Linked DNA regions of Mus musculus: region 1 is linked to region 2. Evidence: chromatin contacts called from public Hi-C data. All regions are on one chromosome and are shown on one strand. The core of a region is the stretch at or near the end of the contact, and the rest is flanking DNA. Distances in the headings are between cores, read along the strand shown. Region 1 has its middle 23 kb from the start of Mir6244. Region 2 has its middle 34 kb from the start of Rdx.

What was found. A called contact is a pair of places that touch in the nucleus more often than the background predicts.
Region 1: a contact with region 2 is called in a Hi-C map of liver, with 2.1 times the contacts expected there. The contact joins two enhancer-like sites. A contact is called at or near these places in 8 of 39 promoter capture datasets (the 3T3-L1 cell line, 3T3-L1-derived adipocytes, cranial neural crest and 4 more), 2 of 15 datasets of contacts at CTCF or cohesin (CD8 T cells and large pre-B cells), 3 of 484 Hi-C or Micro-C datasets (liver, nephron progenitors and pre-pro-B cells), 2 of 115 datasets of contacts at active chromatin or transcription factors (CD8 T cells and heart atrium) and 1 of 9 other capture datasets (liver).

The regions. Positions count from the first base shown.
Region 1 is chr9:52,091,232-52,094,184 of GRCm38.p6, forward strand. No RefSeq gene overlaps it. Among named protein-coding and RNA genes, the nearest start is that of Mir6244, 23 kb to the right of the region's middle. Within about 2 kb of position 1,335, at least 40 of the 459 cell types and tissues checked have an H3K27ac peak or open chromatin away from gene starts, as enhancers often do. A contact at or near this core is called in liver, where this site is marked.
Region 2 is chr9:52,012,618-52,015,506 of GRCm38.p6, forward strand. It overlaps the pseudogene Gm6981. Among named protein-coding and RNA genes, the nearest start is that of Rdx, 34 kb to the right of the region's middle. Within about 2 kb of position 1,509, at least 10 of the 459 cell types and tissues checked have an H3K27ac peak or open chromatin away from gene starts, as enhancers often do. A contact at or near this core is called in liver, where this site is marked.

The sequences.
Region 1 (2,953 bases), core at 85-2,584, 78 kb after region 2:
TTCAAGGGAACAATGTTAGGTAGCGCCAGATTCTCATTGATATGTACCCATCACCACCATCTGTCTGCAGAGAACCATCTATGTTGAAGCTGTACCCACTCAATACAGCTCTTCCTAGTCCTTGGTAGCTACTATTGGTACTTTCTGTCTCTGAATTATGACGTTTTTAGGCACCCCATCAAGGTAAACCATACATATTTGTCCATTTGTGCCTGGCATACTTAGTGTATTTCACTTAATACAATATTCATATTTTACTGTGTTTTATTTCTTGTTGAGGTTGAATAAATGTCCCAGTTTATACCACCTTTTATCCATTTATTGGTCAGTTGGCATTTGAGTTTTTTCCACATTTTTACTAATGTTGCTGTGAAGTTTGCTATGAAAATGTTATATTACCTAAATGGAATTGCTAGATCATATGATAGTTCTATGATTAATTTAAAAAAAAAAACTCTCATACTATCTTTTCATAAGGAAGGAACAGAGTTGTGGAATTGACTATTAAGGCAGGTTCGCAGTCCCTTAAACTCATGTCAGTACTCCTGCTGCAGCCTCCTCCGAAGTTCTGGGATTACAGGCCACTCTATGCTTGACTTAGGAGGAGCAGATGGGAGGCGGTCTTAGACCTGAAAAGTGAATAGAAATTGAGTTGCCACACACTGACTGTAGGCCGCAGAGCCAGGAAGGGTGCTGCCAGGTGTCCACGCATCGGGGAAACATGCCAGGGGACATTGGTTTGACTCAAGGACGGTGGCTTTGATAACTAATGTTGCAATGCTACATTACTACACAGTGCAGAGGTTGAAGAAAGCCTGGAGTTGCATTCAGTAGTTAGCCTGCAGGAAGGCAGTGGCCCCGAGAAAGAGATTGTTGCTTCTTGGGAGCACATGGGAAAGACATGGGACGTGGCCGAACCTTTGCTGGGTGTAGCAATACTCTTTGTTTCTGCTTCTTTTCTAAAGGACCTGTTTTGGAACTCATAGGACCTTTTTCTGACTGTGTGACTTGTGGGAGGATTCCTGGTGAACTAGAGTTAAAGATTCTGGGTTCTAATCCAAGTCTAACAGTGTGCTGTACCGTGATTCTGACTACTGCGTTCATAGTTTTGAATCAGATCGCTTTGTCAGAGCACTTTTCTAGAATCAGAAATGGGTAACTTTGACTCCAGATATGGTTTTTTTTTTTAAACTGCTGACTAACTTTGGCTAATATCCACGTACTTTTCAATTCTTCCCTGTAGTTGAAAAACTGTTACTCAATATGGTACATATTACAGTAATTCTGTGCTCCCAGAGGACCCAAATGATCCCATGACTGGCAAGTGTTCATTAAACAGTCTCTGGAGACTAGAGAGCCAGCTTCAGGTCACTGTGAGGGGCCCTTGTCATCAAGACAGGACCCAGTGGTGATTATCTCAGACCTCACAGCTACGGTGATTTACTGGCTGCAGTGTCTTTGGTCAATCCATTCTGGAAATTTCCATAAGCCCAAGAGATCAAACTATATGTGCAGATATGTCAAGGCCCAGATAGACTTGGACACAGAACAGGCTGCCACCGCCTGTTCATAGCGAAGTATTCTGAGTTGAGGTTCAGAAGGCAGCATGTGACCAAGGAATATCATGCGGGGAAGTCGGAACCTTGGGGAGCAGCGACACAGTTGCCAAGCAGAGGAACATGGAGAGGGAAGAGCTCAAACCCTGCACAAGATTGACTCCCCTCAAGCTCTGGGGCCACAGATGGGGTGCTGTCATGAGGTGGCTGTAAAAGGACACTTGAAGTTACCATTTAGCTGAAGTGTACAGTGTTCTGGAAGGTTCTCATCGACCTTTGTGATCCTTAAGTCTCAGAGAGCAGGGGAGTGCTCTTTCTAACAGTCCTGGGTCATCTCCAAGGGCCTAAAGCTGACACTGCAGCAGAACTCCACCTGGCTCTCCTGCCCAAATCCACAGGCTTACCGCTAGTACAGTGGTGCTCACCCTGTGGGGTAAATATCCTCCATGTGGCACTTAAATGACTCTTACTAAATACTCTTGTTGGGACTGCTTACTAATGACAAGGCCTGGAGGAGTCACAGATGAGTTAAGAGTGCAGTCAGAGGAGGAAGCAGAGGAGCAGCGATAAGAGGCAAGCAGACAGATACAGTCAGTCTCCTGCTGCTGTCGGCTAGACTCCGGATGTCAGTGTGGTCACCCCTGATGCTCTGCCCTTAGGCAAAGCCTCGCTGGAGGCTATGGAGAGCTACTCTCCGTGGCAGTTTGCACGGAGGCGGCAGAGTATGACACTTCTGAGTCTCCCCCATGCTGGGACCAAGGGCATCATCTAGGTGGGCAGGGATTGAATCTGGGGACAGAGCCTGCTCTGGGGCTGGGTACAGGGCAGTGCTGAGTGGTGCTGAGCTGCCCTGAGGAGTCAAGGTAGAAGATTCAGACCTGTTGTGGAACTCCCGGAGGTCTTTGGTGGGGAAAGAACTTGCACGCATTCATTCAAATATTTTAGTGCTTAGAACCTTCCAGACACTGTATGCTAGCCATTCAGGACATCGTGACGTAAGTCCTTGCCCTAAGACCTCACTTTCTGATCGAAAAGCAAAGGGCTTCAGTAAGCAAAATTTAGGCACTACACATTTCTGCACTGGATTTAATTGTGCGACGTGGCCAGGATTCAACAATCCTTGAGCTGTTTTTTTCCACTTAACCTCTGAAAGCGTAAGACTGACTTAGGATAAGCGTTGGGCCTGATAGTCAGGGTTTAGAAGGTCATGAGGATCCCTTGGAAGGTCCCCATGAAGAGAGGTGGTGTGGAAGTTGTCAGCTGAAGGAAGAGAACTCTCCTTCCCTCTCCTTCACTTAAGTCAGGATGGTAGGAAGTCTGGGCCTAGCCAGAATTCAAAGCCAGGAATTGCATGTGCTGTCTCCTCAGACACAGGACCCCTAACATAAGGAGGCTGT
Region 2 (2,889 bases), core at 259-2,758:
GATTCCCTGATTCAAGAAGAAAATGTCCAAGTATGATGGTTTGTACCTGTATTCTTTTTTTTTCTTTTTTATTGTTAGATATTTTCTTTATTACATTTCAAATGTTATCCCATTTCCTAGTTTCCCCTCCGAAAATCCCCTATCCCCTCCCCACTCCTCCTGCTTCCCAACCTACCCACTCCCAATCATGGTCCTGGCTTTGTACTTGCATTCTTGACCCCAGAGGCCAAAGCAGGAGGATTGCAGTGAGTTCAAGGCTATTTGGATTACTTAGTAAGCTATAGGGTGAGATGCAATCTACAAAACAAAGACAACAACCACAACAAAAGTAAGAGTAGGAAAAAGAACACTGGTTAAGACTGGTTTTCAGGAGACTCTTCTTTGATGTAAGGATGCTGCCATCACTAGCCCTACTATTGTAGGTTCTGCGCCCTCCCAACCCCCCTTAGAGGAGGCCTTGGAGGATGGGTGAGGATGAGCAGACTTCTATGTAGATCATTATCTTCCCATAGGAAAACAACCCTAAAACTTAGGATCCAATGGAAAGGGGTATACCAAATAACCAGTGGATTGCAAAATCAAACTCAGACTCTGACATTTCTTGGCAAAGAGAAGACAAAGTTCACGTGTGAACTGGATGATGAATTCGGACTAGAAACAGGGAGACACTAGAAACAGCCTACTGCAGTGTGACAGGAGAGGTTGGAATCTCTAGGTCGCCAATAAGCTTTCTAACCTAACCCATGCTGTGGTATGCAGTAACTGACCCTAGTGATAGGAGATAGGCAAGGGCAGGGCTCAGATCCGTTAGGGATGAAAGTGTAGGACACTCAAACAAGTAAAGAATGATGACCTGTAAAAGCACATTGAGAGGAAGATATCATTTTTGGTTGTTTCAGAGACTGCATCCAAGTGTTTGGCTTCTGAGTTCCAGCCTGGAAGTAGCAAGCAGGCTGACTAGTGTTAACTTGGTGTTTTATCTCCCTTTAAAGCACAAATTCTGTTCACATTTTAGAAAAGAAAGACAGATCCTCTTGCCTACTAAGAGTTCTGCAGAGGTTTATATCAGCAATATCTATCTTATCTCCAGCTCCCCTACCCCATGCCTCTTGATGCAGCTTTTCCGTTTTCTCCAACCCATGGTCCCTCAGTGCATTGGATGTTTCCACCTCCAGCCACCTGCCCCTGAGCCCTTCTCCCCACACTGTCACCCATGGTTCCTCACTTGTTGCCATGTGCCACTAGTCTCAAGATTGTCTCTGAGACTGACTGTTCTAAAACGTCTGTTACAAACCTTCTGAGGGAGCCAATGCTGTGGTCTAGAACACGTACAATATTAGCTTTTTTTTTTTTTCTTCAGTAGTACTATTTATGGAGGAGCTGCAAGGTCAAGCTAGCATCCAGGCCTGTGAGTTTAAAATCATCCGAATAACAAGCAATTAGCCCATTTTTACCTTTGGCTCTGGTCCATGTGACTCTCCCTTTCCTGCCCAAAGGGCAGAGGAAGGCCTCTGAGCACAGAGCAGGAGTCTGGGGCATTGTTCAGGATCCGCAGCTCCAGTGATAATTACGGCTTGGGGGGACTTGGTTTTTCAAGTGTTCTTCAGGTTTCCGTTTTTGTTTCAAATGTTAGTGACTCCTTTTCCCTAGGATAACCATTTGCCTAATGACCACACCATATAGCAAAAATGTGAGTTCTGGAAATTTCCCATTTCTTTTTTCTCAAAGATATCCTCTTCAGGAGGCCAGTGTTTAGTCACCATTGTCATCATGAATATATTTAACATGACAGGGTCACTGAGGGCTCAGGTCCTTTGGAAATGAAACTTGAGTCACTCCAATAAGAACCTCAAACAGCTATTGGGCAAGCCTCTATTTCAGACTGTCGCTATTTCCTCTTGAGTCTATTCCAATCTTCCTTCTACCTGGCCTGCCTGTCTAATAGGAATTATGATTCCATTGGGTATAGGGCTGTGCACATCCAGTGTTTTTTCTATCTAGTTGCTGATTGAGCCAGATTTTTAATACACATACCCAAAGCAACATAGGTACCACTGGGAAGCTACATTAAAGCTTGTGGGGTTAGGAGCTATTCTACACACTAAGAAGCAATTTACTAAAGATCCCTTTGTGGCAGGGGTAGGGGTGGGAGTGGGGAAGCTACTTTTTCCTCATCTTCAATTCAATTCTAGGAGGTTAGGCTGAGCAGGTCTGAGTGAGTAGGAATAACTAGGCAATCGCAGATATTACCTTTCCAAAAATCAATTTTATTGCCCGATTGAGCAGATGCAGGAATGGGCTCAACAGTACGAGCGCAGTTTTCTAGACACTAAAGTGTTTAATCTTCCTCTCAAGGACACAACTCATATGGCCAGACATAGTAGCTCATGTGTGTAGTCCTGGCACTCAGAAAGTAGAGGCTGGAAGGTTGCTAGTTCAAGGCCAGAATGGGCTAAATAGAAGACCATCTCAAAATACAAACAAAATAATACATACAGAACATACAGGAATATTCTCTTTCCCCCCATGATTTCTCTCAAAGTTCATTCTTTTATGTGAAATAATTATTACAACACACATGCTCTTAAACCTTGGGTTATAGTACACTTCCTGTACATGTTTACCTCATAGTTTTCAAACACGCACTACCTGACCCTCGCAAGTCAGTACTAAATATTTATCATAATGAGGGCCAGGTGTGGTGGTGCACATCTTTAATCCCAGAACTTGGGAGGCAGAGGCAAGAGGATTTTTTGTGAGCTGAAGGCCAGCCTGATCTATATATTAAGTTCCAGGACAGTCAGGACTAAATAGAGATACTACTTCAAAAGAAATCACAATAACATAGTGGCCTTTGATGAATTTACAGATTCCTTTCTTTTTTTTTTT